Regions from separate parts of the Sus scrofa genome. Here regions 2, 3 and 4 are each linked to region 1. A link is a contact called in public HiChIP or PLAC-seq and promoter capture Hi-C data. All regions are on one chromosome and are shown on one strand. Each heading gives the region's core, a stretch centred on a gene start, on an enhancer-like site or on the middle of the called end of the contact. The rest is flanking DNA. Distances are from core to core; before and after follow the strand shown.

The links. Promoter capture Hi-C pulls out the DNA fragments that hold promoters and counts their contacts. HiChIP or PLAC-seq counts read pairs in DNA pulled down with a chosen protein or histone mark.
Region 2: an H3K27ac HiChIP or PLAC-seq map of alveolar macrophages shows a contact between it and region 1. The contact joins the promoter of SSU72 here to the promoter of GNB1 in region 1. A contact is called at or near these places in 1 of 5 promoter capture datasets (fetal liver), 2 of 47 Hi-C or Micro-C datasets (embryonic fibroblasts and mesenteric adipose tissue) and 1 of 2 datasets of contacts at active chromatin or transcription factors (alveolar macrophages).
Region 3: an H3K27ac HiChIP or PLAC-seq map of alveolar macrophages shows a contact between it and region 1. The contact joins the promoter of MIB2 here to the promoter of GNB1 in region 1. A contact is called at or near these places in 10 of 47 Hi-C or Micro-C datasets (blood, embryonic fibroblasts, heart right ventricle and 6 more) and 2 of 2 datasets of contacts at active chromatin or transcription factors (alveolar macrophages and skeletal muscle).
Region 4: a promoter capture Hi-C map of liver shows a contact between it and region 1, with 5 times the contacts expected there. The contact joins the promoter of CDK11B here to the promoter of GNB1 in region 1. A contact is called at or near these places in 2 of 5 promoter capture datasets (fetal liver and liver), 1 of 47 Hi-C or Micro-C datasets (embryonic fibroblasts) and 2 of 2 datasets of contacts at active chromatin or transcription factors (alveolar macrophages and skeletal muscle).

The regions. Positions count from the first base shown.
Region 1 is chr6:63,955,315-63,959,510 of Sscrofa11.1, forward strand. It overlaps GNB1 (guanine nucleotide-binding protein G(I)/G(S)/G(T) subunit beta-1), which reads right to left and starts at 2,200. Exons shown (of 11, transcript XM_021097493.1): 1 at 2,179-2,200.
Region 2 is chr6:63,755,270-63,759,465 of Sscrofa11.1, forward strand. SSU72 (RNA polymerase II subunit A C-terminal domain phosphatase SSU72) reads right to left here and starts at 2,191. Exons shown (of 5, transcript XM_003127502.5): 1 at 1-2,191.
Region 3 is chr6:63,785,358-63,789,553 of Sscrofa11.1, forward strand. It overlaps MIB2 (E3 ubiquitin-protein ligase MIB2), which reads left to right and starts at 1,843. Exons shown (of 20, transcript XM_021097467.1): 1 at 1,843-2,446. LOC102160306 reads right to left here. Exons shown (of 5, transcript XM_021097587.1): 3 at 1,738-2,463; 4 at 667-844. The coding sequence ends at 667.
Region 4 is chr6:63,817,819-63,822,014 of Sscrofa11.1, forward strand. CDK11B (cyclin-dependent kinase 11B) reads right to left here and starts at 2,142. Exons shown (of 19, transcript XM_021097470.1): 1 at 2,023-2,142; 2 at 212-335. The coding sequence starts at 322. SLC35E2B (solute carrier family 35 member E2B) reads right to left here. Exons shown (of 10, transcript XM_021097474.1): 10 at 2,986-4,196.

The DNA of each region.
Region 1 (4,196 bases), core at 950-3,449:
GTGTCAGAGCCCTAGACACCTGCCTGGGGCCTTGGTCCGCTCTCAGGAGCCCATGACAGCTTCTGGTTTCTGGCTGGCTGGGGCCCCATGACCTCAAGGGTCTGGAGGAGGCTCTGGGGCCCCGGCTCTCCCTGCCCCACCCTCCAGGCCTCTGGCTGTTCTTGGCCCCTACCTGCGACCCAGCACGCTCCTCGGTGGGGTGTCAGTCAGGGTGCTTTCAGGCAGAGCTTGCGCCCAGCCAGGAGCCCAGGCTTCTCCTGACCCCCGCAGAGAACCCTGGCTCTCTAGACAAATGGCTCTGAGACCAGCCTGTGGTCCGTTCAGCCTACTCAGCAAGGGCCCGGCCAGCTGGGCCTGAGGGGACAGTGCCTGGCTTGGTGCCCAGCCCTCACTAAAAACCTGGGGAGCAGAATGCATAATTCAGATGCCCCTGCCCCATCTGCTCTGCAGCAGGAAGAGCTCTGACGGGAAAGTAGGTCTCTTAAATCTGAATTATTCAAACAATCTGTGCACAAGGCCAGGACCCCCTCCCGGGGGCCACGCTCCAAGCCAGGCTTTTAGGGTCTCAGAGCTGCAGGGGGCGGTGCCCACAGCATCTGTCTTGTCCCACTGAGCAGCGTCTGCTTCTCCACCCAGGGCCATCCTAACCTTGCTTCCAGTAAGTGCGCCTCCAGGCCCTGGAGTACGAGGGCGAGGACGAGGAAGGGGGCTGGGCGGAAGGTAGGTGATCAGAGCCCGAGTTCCCGTGGGCCTCCAGAGGCAGGCTTGGCCAGTAGAACGGGCCACACAGCCAGGAGGCTCCCGGTCCTTCTCTCAGCACAACTCCCTGGGTGGCGCACCCACCCATGGCTCCCTGGCAGGGGCAGGCCTGTTGGGGGCACGGGAGAGCAGGGGCACAGTTCGATGGGGGGTGCCCAGGGAGGTGACAGTCAAGCAGACCCCAGGGCAGGCAGCCTCAGAGCCCAGGAAGGGGCCAGGCCGAGGTGGACGTGGCCAGGGTAGTCAGGGCCCCAGAGCCCAGGACTGGTGTGGCAGGCAGAGGGCACTGCATCCGCCTTGGGAAGGGGGATGGCCTGGGCCCCCTGGCCGCCAGCCGACCTAGAAGGACCTCTGCACACCTTCCCCTGGGCAGTGGAAGCAGCAGCCCCTCTCTCTCCAAGGGCATGACATGTCCCTTGTCCCCAAGCCCCCCATCATGCTGACCTTCAAGCCTGTACCCACCTTTGGTCCTGAACCAGTCATCCCTCGTGGGGGACACCAAAACGTGGGGGGGCCATGGCCATGGGGCTTTGGGAGTGCCACGTGGGGTTGGAGGAGGGGCTGCCCCGGGGTGGGCAGCTTGTCCCCCCCCCCCAGATTTGGGGCCGACACCCTAGGGAGGTCCAAGCAGCCTCCGGGCCACTCCCAGAGGGGCAGTCCTAGGTGGGCTAGAACCCGGGACCAGGTGGCCTCAGTGGGGGCCCGACAGGGGGCCACTCTGCTCTGGGGGTCCCTGAGGAGCAGCAGCCCCTCTGCTGCAGAACCCTGACTGCGGGGTTGGAAAGCCCGCCTCCAGCAAACCTCCACGGGGGCTTTTCAGTGTCCTGCCTGGACACACACCACCTACCACACGCCACCCCCCCATACCACACCCCCCACATACCACACCCCCCCCACAACACACACACACCACATACGCCACATACCACACATGCCACATACCCCCCCACACACAACACACACATCAAAACCCACATACACACACCCCACATACACCACATACCATACCACACACACCCCACACTGCACACCACATGCCATACACCACACACACACACACACACACAAGTTGGAGCAGCCAGCACTCAGGGTAGCAGCTTAACCAGCTCATCTGTAAAGGGGTGATGACAGGCTCAGGGAATGAGCAGACCCTGGGCCTCAGGCTCAGCCGGATGCAGCCAGGCCGCTGGGGCTCCTGCTGGGCCAGCCTCCTGCCCCCAGCTTCGCAGCCACGTGCACCCGAGACCCCAGCATGGTTCTGAGAGGCCTGGGCTCGGCTTTCCCGCAGCCCTGGAGGCAGGCTCTGGGGGCCCACGGGCCCTGCTGGCACGACCCGAGCAGAGGAAGGGCTGTCACCTGGCCGTCAGGAGGGGAGGCTTCGGGACAGGGAAAAGGCAGTGGGGCGGCCCCCAGGCCGACCTGCCGCCGGTCCAAGGCCCTCAGGGCCGGGTTCTGGCTCCCCCGCCGAGGCTGGGCAGCTCCGCCTGAAACCGGATGCTGGGGGCAGAGCCGGCACGCAGGGCGGAGGGCGGCAGGTCTGCTCCGCCCGCCCCCGCAGCGGCTCCAGGGCCTCTCAGGCGGGCACCGAGGGCGCCCCGAGGGGCAGCCAGCGCGGCCGCCCGCCCAGCCCCCAGCCCCATTTCCTCTCCCGGGCTGGGCGGCGCCCTTGGCAGGGAGGCCGCAATTGTTCGGCGCCGGCGCTTCCCCCAGCTGCCTGCACAAGGCCAGGCCGCCGCCGCCCGCCCAGTCCGGAGTGCAGCCGCCAGAAACGCCCTCGCACATCCCGGGCCGGGCGGGAGCGCGGAGACCAGGACGGAGGGCGGGAGGCAGAGACCCCCGCGCCAGCGCAGCGGGGGGGACGATGGGGGGGCGGGGGGCGGGGGCGGGGCCGCGGGGAGGGCGGGGGCGGGGCCGCGGGGAGGGCGGGCCCTGGGGCCCCCCACCCCCTTCTCCCCAGCCCGGCCTCAGGTGCCACCTAGAGGCCTGGGCACAGACTCAGGGAGGAGTCCCTGTTGCCAGGAAGCTGGGACCCAACCCTCGCTGGCCCAGCGTACCCGGGCAGCAGGCTGGCTTGACAGAGGGTTCTGCCTGCACCTGCAGCGGCAGAGTAGGGGAGGCCCGGGCCGCTGCAGACAGGGGCAGGGGCTGGGGGCTGGGGCGGGTAGCTACAGGAACCATTGGGAGGGGAGGGCGCTGCTGGCAGGCCGCTGGACCCAGCCCCACCTCCCACTGCTTAGGGGAGGCTGCTCCTGCTGTTCTAGGGATGCCTCTCCCCGCAGGTGGAGCCGTGGGACTCGGCTCCGCCAGCACCTGCCAGATAAAGAGCTTGCACCTGTGACCTCAGCGGCGGGGAGGGAGCCGGGCGACGGCGCAGGGGCTGCCTGTGGCGCACTGCCCTGTCCAGACAGCAGGGGCCGCCTGGGGAGGCCCCAGAGCCTGACTGGTGCTCAGGCCAGGAAGCTGGCCTGGGGTCACCTGATACGAAGTCGCCTCCCAGGGCCATTTCCTGCAGGCAGGCAGCCACTGAGCAGACGGGAAGGGATGTGGGTCCGCAAGGCCGCCAGGCCCAGAGCTGCCCTCCCGCTTCGGGACCACTGCCAGGCCACATTACATGCCATACCGTGTCGTGAACCGCCGCAGGACACCTGCCCCCCCAGGCCACCCAGGTGTTGACACGGGGGCATAGCCCAGCCCCCAGAGTGCTTGGCAGGAAGGGCTCTTTCCTCTGGGTCTGCATCCTGGTCATTGTCCTGATGACCCCGAGGTCCCTTTTAGGGACCTACCTGGAGGGACTGTCCGTTCCAACAGAAAGACCCCACCATGCTGGCCCACCCGGGAGGGGGCAAGGACTCAGCCCCAGTTCATCTCAGGGCCTGAATCTCTCTCAGGAAATCCTTGCCCATAGGGCAGCCCACCGCCCTCATCAGACGGGGGGCCTCCTCGAACAGTCCTGCTGACTCGGAGCTTCCCCAGACAAGCTGCTGCCTCATCACCCACTTTGGCGTTACCTCCTGAGAAAATACATGTCTCGTGCAGTTTACCACTAACCCTCCGGAAGGATACAGTTCAGTGGCATTTGCTGTGTTCACACTTTTGTGCAGCCACCGCCTGCATCCAGCTTGGAATCTCTTGTCACCTGGAAAGGCAATTCCCCCCCCCACCTCCGTGGAGGAGTCTCTTCCCTGCCGCCACCCCCAGGCGGCTCTCTGTCCCCATGGATTTGCTGTTCCAGGTACTTCACACAAGCAGAATCACACGACCTGTGTCCCTCTGAGGCTGCTTCTCTCACTGAGCATCTTGTTCTCAAGGATCAACCGTGTTGGAGTGAGTGTCAGCGCCTCGGTCGGCATGATCCACGGCGCGCCCGTACGTGGGTGTTTATCATTCATCCACAGAGGGGCTTGCGGGCTGCTCTCCCTCGTGGCTGCTGTGAACAG
Region 2 (4,196 bases), core at 941-3,440, 200 kb before region 1:
CCTGCTGGGACGGCCGTTGGAAGTGGCAGGTTCCGGGCAGCGTCTTCCAGGATGGCTTTGCGCGCTTCCGCCTGCCCCTGGCGACGCCCCTTGTTCTCGCTCCTGCCACCCGAGCCGCCGTGTCTCCCTTTTCTGCTCTGCCGAAGACTCTACGAAGTCTGACCTTTAAATGAAGTCGTGGAAGTGTTTGGAGAGGTGGTTAGGTGCTTTGAGAAGACCTCCCCGGTTAGGAGAGCAAGTCGATTGAAATCCTGGGGCTTGTTTGGAGGCCCTGCGGGTTTGAGATACGGGGTTGTAATTTGACCGAGAAACTAGGCAACCCGGTTTTGTTCTCCAGCCACTTGGAGTGGCCAATGAGTTGGTCTTCTGGTATGTGCAGCAAAAGGAGGGGGCGAGGGAATGGCGGTGCTCCGACGTGGATCCAGGCTGGCTGAGAAGTGAGGACACGAAGGGACGGTGGCAGTGGAAAGGTACCGTGTGCGCTGAACTGGAGATCCCAGTGGAGTGGAAGAAATGTCGCTGGGGCCAGAGGGTGGTAGAGCGGGATGCTTGAAACTGGGTGTAGAGGGAGCTGCCTTCTGAATGCCTGGAGGCTAGGCGTAACCGTAGGCACCGATGGTAGCAGATGGTAGCAGACCGTCTCGCTGTTGGAGAGGGGAAAGCTCTGAAGCCGGGGCAGTGAAGGACCATCTTCACTGATAGTCGGTTGTCCTAACATTGCTCCGGATGTTTTCATGGAGAGAAAGGTTGAGGACCAGGCACTCAGACTGTTTAAGTCAGGACCCTTGGGCCTGGTGTGAGGGAGGCCGGTGCAGGATTATAGCAAGGAAGTGTTTACTTGGAAGGACTTGGGGGTGTGAGGGATGAGTGAGGACCAATGAGGGCGTCCTCCCCTCCCACTCTCTGTATTTAAACACACACAGAACGCAACGTCCAGAGGGACCTACCCTGGAATGTGGCAGTGGGACCGCAACCCTAATGGCCTAGGGTTAAGGGTGCTTTATACTTATAAAGAATGCTCTTTATACCTTTTTGAATTCCTTGACTTTGTATGTTATGATGGACGTGTATTTTCTCTAACAACAACAACAAACAATAGAGGTGTTTACATTTGGAAAACAAGACGCCTCCATGGCCTCCCCAGTGTGCTCAGAAGGCATAACCTGAATTCAAAGACATTATGGCCTCACCACACCAGTACTGATCAGTACTGACCATTCCAATACCAATATAGTAGCTGTCCTACCTCACCTCTCCCTACCTCCTGTGTAGAACTTAACGTCCGCCAACTGAAAATTGCTTGTCGGTGCCTTACCTCTGTGTGTGCCCCCCAGACCTCAACTCAGTCCAAGTACTGAGATCAGATAGATGCCGCCCACTTCAAGAAAGCTCACCCATGTCCTCCTCTGCCCGCACTGGCCTTTCTGTCCTGGCTAGGGACCTTCTCTCTGGCGCTCTGTGCTGCTCTGCCCCACTGCATGCACAGACTCTGAGCTCAGAAGGGCTCAGGCCCCATTCCCAGGCGAGATGGTTTTGTTGCCTTATGTCCAGTGCATTGAGAAACGTCTCAGGAGTTCCTAAGTGGGTTAAGGACCCACTTGGCTTAATGCCCAGGAGTAGGGTGATTAGAGCATATGTTTAGGTGTACTTTTAACTTTCTAAGAAACTGCCAAATTGTTTTCAAAGCAAATGTACTGTCTCACATTCCCGTGTGCAGTGTCCCACTTTCTCTACATCCTTGATGGCACTTGATGTGATTAGTCTTTTTAGTTTTAAATTTTTTAAGATCAATTTGTGTGTGTGTGTGTGTGTGTGTGTGTATTTCACAAGTATAATTTTGGAAGGGCTGTTTGACAAATTTATGCATTACTGCCAAATCTGTAGACATGCTCACCACCACCACTAACAAAAACACACATTTGCTCTTGGCTTTTTTAAAACACGTAAGTATGGGGAGTTCCTGTTGTGGCGCAGCGGAAATGAATCCGACTAGGAACCACGAGGTTGCAGGTTCAATCGCTGGCCTCGCTCAGTGGGTTGAGGATCTGGCGTTGCCCTGAGCTGTGATGTAGGTCACAGACGCCGCTCAGATCTGGTGTTGCTGTGGCTGTGGCGTAGGCCAGCAGCAACAGTTCCGATTAGACCCCTAGCCTGGGAACCATATGCCGAGGGTGCAGCCCTAAAAAGACAAAAGACAAAAAAAAAAAAAAAAAAAACAAAAAAAAACAGGCAAGCGTCCCATTGCATCACACACAGAGATGCGGTAACAGATCTGAGAACATAATTAAACAGTTGATCTTTCTTTCACATGATGTGTACTTGATAACATAATAAAAATATAATTATTGGTTTACATGAGTATCAGTGATTTGCAGAATAAAACCCATAGACCATAGACCCACCAACTTTTAGGGGCAGAAACGAGTAAAAAGGTATTAAAAAATAGCATTTTGACGTTCCTGGTGTGGCTCAGCAGTACAAACCTGACTAGTATCCCTGAGGTTTCCAGTTTCATCCCAGGCCCCAACTGGTAGGTTAAGGATCTGGCATTGCCGGCAGCTGTAGTTCCGATTCAAACCCTGGCCTGGGAGGTTCCATATGCCACAGTGCGACCCTGAAAAAAGAAAATTAAAAATGGGTCTTAACCGTGGTATCCTGGGAAGGATCTGAAAAGATTGGTAATTCATCGGTCCTAGGTAACATTTAGTGAATGCCATGGGGGACTCAAGAAATAAGCAGGGTGCTGGGCGGTGGGGGTGGGGCAAGATAAGTGGGCAAGGAAAATGAAAAATGGAAGAGAAGTGTCTGAATTTGGGCAAGTGTGAAAAGGCCACCACAGAAACTGCTTTAGTTGCCGCACAGACGTTCTATACACGACCTGCTCCTGGACCACCGAACGCCCGGTGTGGAGGACGATTTAAGTAGAGCTCACATGTCAGCATTGAGAAAACCTCACTTATTTGCATCGAGAAAAACAACTTGTCTGATTTGTAAAAAGCGTCATTAAGTATTCAGAGGTAGAAGTTCCCGTCATGGCAAGTCGGTAACTCTAATTGTTTTAGTCAGATGTGGCCTTTAAATTTGAAATGTTTCTCCTGAAGAATTTTAAAAAATATTTTTGTTTGTCTTTTTAGGGCTGCACCTGTGGCATACGGAGGTTCCCAGGCTAGGGGTCGAATCAGAGCTGTAGCTGCTGGCCTACACCACAGCCACAGCAATGCAGGATCCAAGCCGAGTCTACGACCTACACCACAGCTCATGGCAACACTGGATCCTTAATCCATTAAGCAAGGCCAGGAATCAAACCTGTATCCTCATGGATACGAGTCAGATTCATTTCCGCTGAGCCAAGATGGGAACTCCATGAAGATATTCTAAAATAAGAGAAACTTATGTATCTGACTATGATAAAATATTTAAATAAGCCTAGAAAAAAAGAAATATTTCTCAAAACTGTCCTATCAAATAGGAGCTATTAGACATTAGCTATGAAACAGGTACTTTATTTCAGCCTTTAGCTAATTTTCATGAAATATTTGTTATCTCCAACTTCAGTTTATTCTTAAGTCATTTATAATAAGACAATGGGGACTTCCTGTCATGGTTCAGAGGCTAATGAATCCGACTAGGAACCATGAGGTTTCGGGTTTGATCCCTGCCCTTGCTCAGTGGGTTAAGGATCCGGCGTTGCCGTGAGCTGTGGTGTAGGTTGCAGACTCGGCTCGGATCCTGCGTTGCTGTGGCTCTGGCGTAGGCCAGTGGCTTGCAGCTCCGATTAGACCCCTAGCCTGGGAATCTCCGTATGCCGCAGGAGTGGCCGTAGACAAGGCAAAAGACAAAATAAATAAGACAATGATTACACGTGGCCATGTCTCCAGAGTTCCTGCTGTGGTGCAGTGAGTTCATGATCTGGCTTGTGTCTGTGGCGTTTCTGGTTCAATCCCCAGCACAGCACTGTGGGCTAAGGATCCAGTGTTGCCACAGCTGTGGCATAGATTGCAGCAACAGCTCGGATTCCACCCCTGGCCCAGGAACTTCCTTATGCTGTGGGTGCAGCCGAAAAAGCAGACAAAAAAGTAAAAGCGAAACAAAGTGAAAAGCACCAGTGAGCTGCGGGACAACCTCCAGCAACTGATACGTGTGTCATCGCGTCCCAGAGGGTGAGTGTGCGCTCTGGCTAGAGACACTGCTCCTGG
Region 3 (4,196 bases), core at 593-3,092, 170 kb before region 1:
CCACATCTGTGACCCACAGCACAACTCACAGCAACACCAGATCCTTAATGCACTGAGCAAGGCCAGGGATTGAACCCCAAACTTCATGGCTCCTAGTCGGATTTGTTTCCGCTGTGCCAGGATGGGGACTCCATCCAGGCTCTTTCTTTAGTCTTGAAACTGGACAGGCATGGGGCCTTGCAGGCCTGCAGTGTGCAGCCCAACAGTGGTCGGTCCCAGGAACTTCCCCAAGTCGTGGGGCGTGACCATCCTCTTGCACCCCATTTCCCCACAACATTTTTATGTATTTTTAATTTTTTTTTTTTGCTTTTATTTTTAGGGCCGCACCTGTGGCATATGGAAGTTCTGAGGGTAGGCATCAAATTGGAGCTGCAGCTGCCAGCCTACACCACAGCAAGCTGGATCTGAGCCTCATCTGCAACCTACACCACAGCTCAGGGCAATGAGGGATCCTTAACCCACTCAGCGAGGCAGAGATCGACCCGCAACCTCATGGTTCCCACTGCACCATGACGGGAACTCCCTGCAATATTTTTTAAAAGGGAAGAGGAAGGTGGTGGACTTGGATTACAGAAATTTAGCCCACTTAATTCTTGGGGAAGAGTGCTTTTGCCTGCCCGCTTATGTCCTTCACAAGAGTCCTATATTAACAAACCCGCTTCTTACCTATCGCTTCCTCTGGTTGAATTCCCTCCACACCAAGGCATAAGGAAACTGAGCTTCAGTGACTCCTGAGATGAGCTGTATGATTTCAAACACAGTCAGGAAAATGTACCTTTGCGGGATGGGCTGGGAGTGAGGAGTTCTTTTAAGAGTCTGGTTCTCTTTGAGCTCACTGGGAAGCCTATAAAAATGTCTAAAATTAATACATCAAAAACTAGCACTTCCAGGAGTTCTCATTGTGGTTCGTTGGTAACAAACCCAACTAGTATCTATGAGGATGCAGGTTCCACCTCTGGCCTCATTCAGTGGGTTAAGGAGTCAGTGTTGCCACAAGCTGTGGCATAGGTTACAGATGCTGCTCTGATCTGGTGTTGCTATGGCTGTGGCATAGGTAGGCAGTGGCAGCGCCGATTGGACCCCTAGCCTGGGAACTTCTATATGCGAAGGGTGCAGCCCTAAAAAAGAAAAAACCAGCACTTCCAGGAGTTATCTTGTGGCACAGAGGGTTAAGGATCCAGCATTGACACTACAGCGGCTCGGGTCACTGCTGTGGCCCGGGTTCATTCCTTGGCCCAGGAACCTCCATATGCTGCAGGTGCAGCCAAACCACACTCCCTCCCCCACCCCCAGCACTCTCTGCTCTCAGGTTTAGAAAGAGGTTGCTGTCCAGGAAAAGATATTAGGGTTGGAAATATTCGCCTCTGGGCAGACTGGCGTAGGACCAATGTTTTTCCCTAAGTCTTCAGTTCTGCGTCAATTAAAACCATGCACTGGGGTTTGTTTGATCCTTGCCAGGAGGAGTGGATTAAAGATCCCACTGCTGCAGCTGTGGAGTAGGTCGCCGCTGAGGCTCGGTTTCCATTCCTGGCCCAGGAACTTCCATAAGCCACGCGTACGGCCGAGAAAAAAAAAAAAAAAAAATGCACTGGCCTTACTCTTATTTTAAAGTAACTCAAATCAAAAGTGTTGGCTGTGACGTCGACTCATCTCTGAACCCTTCCGTCTCCACGGCTGTGACTAAGATTCATCTCGGAACCAATCATGTCTCCACGGCAACCGAACGCGTTTCCGAACCTGGCTGCGTGCGCCACGTAAGGCCAGCGAGGGCGACGCACTCCCAGTTCAGGCCACGCCCCTTCGCGGCGAGGTCGTGGCCGCCTGGTCCGCGCGTCCGGGCCCGCGCGTGCGCGTCTTCGGTAGCTGGGGAGGCCTGGGGCCGTAGTGTCCGCAGGCCCTCCCGGGCACGGGCGCCACGGTGGTGACAGCCCGGAGAGGCGCCGCAGCCCGCAGTCCGCCCCCTCTCCGACGTGCGCGCGCGCCGGCGGACGTGGTCGCGTCCCCTGTCTGGGGCGGCGCAGAGCCCACCCGAATCCTTCCCGCGGAAGCAAGGATGGAGGCCCCTCAGGCTGTCGGGGCGGGGCTGGGTCCGTAGATCCTGCCCACACGCGCACTACGTCACGGCGCCGCGTAGCCTCCTGGGAGTTGTGGTTCAGGCCTGCCCCCCCCGCCGCTGTCTCGGAGCTGCGGACTACAAGTCCCGGCAGGGCTCGCGGCGGCCCTAGACCCTGAAGCGCCGGGGGCTTCGGGTGGCTTCGGCCGGGGGGCTCGGGCTCGGGCTCGGCGCGGCGTGGCGCGGCGGCCTGGCTGGTGGCGGGTTCTGAGCAGTCGAAGCCCGCCGGCCAGGCGTCACACACACTGAGGTCGAAGCTGGCCGGCTGACAGACTCGGCGCTCCTCAGGCCCCCGGAGCCCCTGCGCGGAGCGGGCGGGACGCAAACTTCCGGGCAAGTGAAGGGGTCGACTGGGGCATTGGGACTGGGGCCATGGTCCGGCAGCGGCGAGGGCGGCTTCTCAAAGAAGGGGGACGAATGACAGGGGCGGGGCGCACCCGAGCGAGTGAGGAAGGGTCAGTTAAGGGTGGGCGACCGGCCTGGCCTGTCCGGCCGCGCCCCCCAGGGTGCAGCGCGGGGCCCTGACGTCTGCAGAGCCGAGTCAATCTTCGGCCCCACTCCCGGCGGCCCCAGACCCCAGGGAGCCCTGCAGGGCCGGAGGCAGCCCCCTGGGGCAGCTCCAGGGAATGGGCACGTATATAACGGGGTACTAATTGCGTCTTGGCCTCTTCCCCCCCCCCCGCCCCGCAGGGTCAGATGGCTTAGGGCTTTCGCTGAAGTTCAGCAGGGCTAGAGGCCCTTCCTCACGTCTCCAGGCATCAGAGCTGTAGCGCACTAGTTTCAAGGCGGGGGTGGGGGGGGAGCGACCGTACAGCCAGACAGGTGAGCTGTTGACGAGCTTGGATTCCTTCTGATGCCATGTCAGAGGGGCTTGGGCTTGTTTTTGAGCGTGTATGTGTGTAAGTAAATAATCCTCTCTCTGAGCTCAGAATCAATTGAAGCAGGCAAAGGTACCAGATAGGCTCCCGGGGGGCACCCGCCAGGCTGGGGATGAGGCAGTCTGGTAGTGGGAGCCCTGGCAAACCTGGCCCTTCCTGGCAGGTCCCCTCCTCTGGCCATTTCCCTCTGGCCTGTTGCTCCAGGTGCAACAAGTATCTGAATGCCATGCTCCCGCCCAGGGTAGGTCCTGTGCGGTGCTTGGGTGCCTGAGGGCTCCCATCTGGGTGGCCAGAATTCAGGTGATGCCCACCCTGTACTTCCTGGGGGTCTCCCTCAGCCGGTGTGCTCATACGGTCCACGTAAGGTCTCAGGGCTTTACTCGCTCTTAATGGGCCAGACTCCCTGGGCACCTGGGATTTTCTCCCCAGCCTTAGCCAGAGCTGCCATGGGACAGGAGCCTGTGATTCACCAGGTTTTGCCAGTTGACTGTGCCACATATGGTGTCGATTTAAACAGCATCATCAGCTCAGCTGGAGGTGCAAGGAGAGAAGTGGCAGCCTTTTGTTGAGAGCAGTCTCAGTTCCATGCAACTTTATTTTGCTCAGTAAAGGCAATTGCCAACTTCCTGGCTCAATATGACGTAATCTCTGCAGCTTTTTAAAGTTTTTTTTCTGATAAAATAGTCAAAATAAGGTCAACCCTTTATTTCTATACTGTCTCAACAAGTGCTTTAGAAATAGTTCTGGGGAGTTCCCGTCATAGCTCGGTGGTAACAAACCCGACTCCTATCCATGACGACATGGGTTTGACTCCTGGCCTCGCTCAGTGGGTTAAGGATCTGGGGTTGCTAGCAGTTGTGGTGTAGGTCGCAGATGTGGCTTGAATCTGGCATTGCTGTGGCTGTGGTGTAGGCTGGCAGCTACAGTTCTGATTCAGCCCCTATCCTGGGAACCTCCATATGCCATGGGTGGGGCTCTAAAGGATGCAAAAAAAGAGAGAGAAATAGTTCTGCTTTTCAGAAGCTAGAAGTTTCTTAAGAAAAACTAGTAGGAGTTCCCTTGTGGTGCAGCAGGTTAAGGATCTGGTGTTCTCACTGTAGCACCTCAGGTCACTGCTGTTGCGTGGGTTTGTTCCCTGGCCCAGGAATTTCCACCTGCCATGGGCACAGCCAAAAAAAAAAAAAAAAAAAAAAAAAAAAAGGAAG
Region 4 (4,196 bases), core at 892-3,391, 140 kb before region 1:
TCTACACACATTTTTAGTATGTTATCAATCTGTCTTCAAGGTAAACTGAGCATTTGAATGTTTCGTTAATTTTTAGAAGAGACTTTGGGCTCACCTGTGACATTTGGAAGTACAAAAGAACTTCACCGAAGAAGCGTTGTTCTAATGGAAAAATGAGGGCAAAGAAATTAAATCTTCTTTTAAAAAACTTAACTTAAAAAACATAGCTTACATTTTTTAAGCGTTTTATCTCTGCTTTTTCCTCTTGTTCTTTCCGTCGTTTCTTTTCCTGAAGAATTTCATCTAAAGTTTTCACTTTCCAAGAGTCCTTTTCATCACCCATTTGACTTAAAACACTGCAGGAAGAAAAAGAACTCAATTGGTGTCAGGACACAGCCAGCTGTGGTTCAACGAGAAGCGGAACACTTGTGCCCGTGCCTTCTGAGCCCTCAGTACACATGTTCGCTAAGAGTGATGGGCCCTACAGAGTTCCCGCTGTGGCTCAGCGGGTTAAGAATCCAACTAGTATCCATGAGGAAGCGGGTTCGAGCCCTGGCCTTGCTCACTGGGTTAAGGATCTGGTGTCGCCAGGAACTGTGGTGTAGGTCGCAGACGTGGCTCGGATCCTGCGTTGCTGTGGCTGTGGTGTAGGCCGGCAGCTGCGGCTTCAGTTGACCCCTAGCCTGGGAACTTCCATATGCAGCGGGTTTGGCCATAAAAAGCAAAAAAAAAAAAGTGATTGGCCGTGGAGGATGACTGCCTGGATTCCAGTCATTTTTCTCTCATAGCCACATAGCTGTATGTCTAGGGCCAGTTACTTCACATCAGTTTATCATTTGATAAATGGTAAGAAAACCACCTGCAAGACAGCATCATCTGGGGATGAAATAGGACCATCCAGGTGAAGCTTACAGCTCAGCACATGGCCTTCCCCATGCACTGTTTTTGCCCTCAGGAGACTGTTGTTAGACCACCTGGGTTGGGGTGAGGACTCAGCTAACCCCTATTAGGTTTTTCTGCTTAGCCGACAGAAGGTGTGACCAGCTTGATAGTCTCCCCACAGGCTCGGCTTGTCCTGAGAACATTCCACAGCAATTTGCTATCATTCCTGTGACCTTTAGAGTATCCTGTCTCCAGGACTGAGTCACCTGGGGAAGGCCAAGGACTCAGCAGCTCTGCCTGCTCCCAGGATGAGGAGTTTGGCAGACTCTTTGTCACCATCCCCATCCCACACCCCCTTGTCACAGAAGAAACAACAGCCAGGGCACTTTCTAGGGTAGTGACTGTGCTAAGCCAGTGGTGAGCCCCTTAGATTCCCAGTCTCAGCCAACCTCCCTGATTTGCATCTCAGCTTTGACTTTAACACTTCCTAGAATGGGGCCCTGGGCTTCCTTTGCAAAAGCTCCTGGCCCCCAGTCATTGCCCAGCATTCAGAAAGAGCCAAGGGGGATCCCCCTCTGGCACATGGCTATGATGTCCGACAGGGGCCTGGCTCCAGGAAAAATGCAGACAAGCTCTACTCACAGACCTCTGCTCTCCTGAGATTGAGGCCCCGGGCTTACAGTTTGGAATACAACCAGTGAAGGGTTTTTTATCGTTTGTATTTTTTTAAAGTAAACTTGATACTTTCATTGCTAATTTAAAAATAAGTGGCTTTATACTCATTGTGAAAACAAAAACAAAAACAAAAACAGGCCACCTGGGCTGCGCGAGCCTCTGGCCGACTCGACGGCTGCTGCCCCATTACAGGACACGGGGAGGCTGGGGATGGGGGGCTCCAAAGGCGCGCTCGCAGACCGGGCGGCGGGGTCCTGGCTTCTGGGGTTCAGTCGCGTTAACCCGGGGTTCGACACGGCAGGGGTGGGCTCAGGGAGAGTCTTGGCCCGCCGCCTCCTCAACCCCGAGTTCCGCCCGCGGCCCGATGGGACGAGGAAGCGCGGCATGTAGACCGCCCCGGTCACGCGCCCCAGGCCCACCGGGACCCGAGAGCTCGGGTGAGCTGGTCGCGCCAAGTCCCCCTGCCCGCCCCGCCCCGCCACTCACCCGCCGCCGCCGCCGCCGCCGCCGATCCCGGAGCCTGAGAAGAAACAGCGCCCGGCGCGCGCCAGAATGGTCGTCACTTCCTGTTTCGGCGCGGGGATGATGACGTAGGAGGGCAGGCCCCCGCCGCCGGCTCAGGACCCAGCGGGGTACCCAGCGGGGTGCCCAGCGCGCGCCTGCGCGTCACGGCCCGCGTCGACGCCCACCGGTGACGACACCCGGGCCCTGGCCCGGCCCGGCGCGGCTGCGGCGGCTCGTCCCTCCCTGATCCTGGGCGAGCGCGGCGCTCGGGAAGGACCCTGAGTGCTGCTGTAGCGGACTCCGAGTTTTCCGATATGGAGACAGAAGTCTTGCTCGACCTCGCGCAAAACCGGGGCGAGGAGTTTCCCTGTGACGCAGCGGGTTAAGGACCCGGCGTTGTCGCCGGTGTGGCTGCCGGTTGGACCCCCGCGGGGAACGTCCACGTGCCGCAGGCCTGCCGGAGCAAGGACGTGTTTTAAAGCTGGGCTGCGGCTGGGGGTCCTCAGACCTCTTACTCAGATCGGCTTGAGAAGGTTTTTAAAGCCCTGAGATCCCAAGGCTCCTCCTGTGACCAGCTGAAGCTCGTAGAATGCCGTCCTCTTGCCCAGCTCATTACTCTGCAGACTTTTGTGGTCACGGAGAAATGGTAGCTCGACATTTTGGATCTCAGATCTCAAGAAAGGGAATGAAAAACAAACATTCACATTCACTGTCTCGGCGCGGGCAATGTAGACTGTGACGAGGGATTCAGGCCCAAAAAGGGCTCGTGGGCTTGAATTCTCTCCCCTCTGGGAGGGGGTGTTTGCTTGGTTTCCTGAGTTTCTGCAGACAGGGGAACAAACCTTCACTTTTTTCACTCCTTTCATGCTGAAAAGGGGTGAGGGCAGTAAGGAAGCCCCCTTGTTCATTTCAGTAGGGCAAGCATTTGAGAACTACACAAAGAAAAGAAGTACACATTTAACATTTATTTTACTTTTGCAGACCAAGAGCCTTAGATAGTTGCTTAATTTAGTGGCTTACTTCAGACAAAAATAGCCGGGAGGCATCCACAGGATTAATTACAGAGCATCGAGGTATTACTATGGCAGAATTTGCAGTGACTTGAGTTACTTAACAACTACTTTCTGGAAAGAATTGATTTAATCACATAAATACTGAAACAGGTGAAATATAAACCACAGACATCCTGTACAATGTACTTTTAGTTCTCCACAGTTTTGTTTGGTATAAAGCAAATATAATTTGGTTCTGATACAGACAATTACTGGTACAATTTTCAAGTTTCTCAGTGTGGGAGTCACCCTCACTGTGGCCTCCACAGCAGGGCGCCCACAACACACCCTGGCAGGTCCAGACTCAACTCGTACATCTGCAGTCTAGAAACAGCACATGGGTTGGAATGCCAGTTTTCCTCAAATAGAAACTGAAAAACACACAAAGACTTCGCTAATAAGAACAGTTTCCGCCTCAGTTTGGACATCTAGGTATGGATTCAATGGCCATCAAACTCCAAATTGGAGCCCTCGGCAGAACAGGAAGAAGTACTTCAGAGGCAGCAAGCTGGAGGGTTTTACACCCCAAACTGCCCGGGGAATAGCCAACCCTTGGTCAGCACAACCTCCCGACTGCTCTTGGCTCCTCAGCAGAGGCAGAAAAACAGGTAGATCCACCAGGGTTGCTGTGAGGATAAACTCGGAAAAGGAAGAGGTCCCAGAGCTCCCTTGTGGTGCAGAGGGTGAAGGATCCGGCGTTGTCACTGCAGCAGCTTGGGTCCCTGCTGTGGCACGGGTTCAATTCCCGACCCAGGAATTTCCCCATGCTGTTGGGTGTGGCCAAAAAGAATAAGAAGGGGACGAGGAAGAAGAGAAGCAGGAGGAGGAGGAGGCGGAGGTCCCGACCGGGGCACATACACATTTTGGAAAAGAACGGAGCCTTTAGTGACGACACTGGTCAAAAGCAAATGGAAGAGGACTTCCAACTGTGACGGGACCTTCACTTTCCCGACCCAGGGAAAGAGCAAAGATATTTCAGGCACATCACTCGGATGGGCCTCAAGAGATGTGTTGTGTTTCTGTGACAGCCACTGGCCGTCACTAACCCGGTGCCACGCCGGGAAGCAAAGCCCACTCACTAGGTTGGGGAAGAGTACTTCCCGC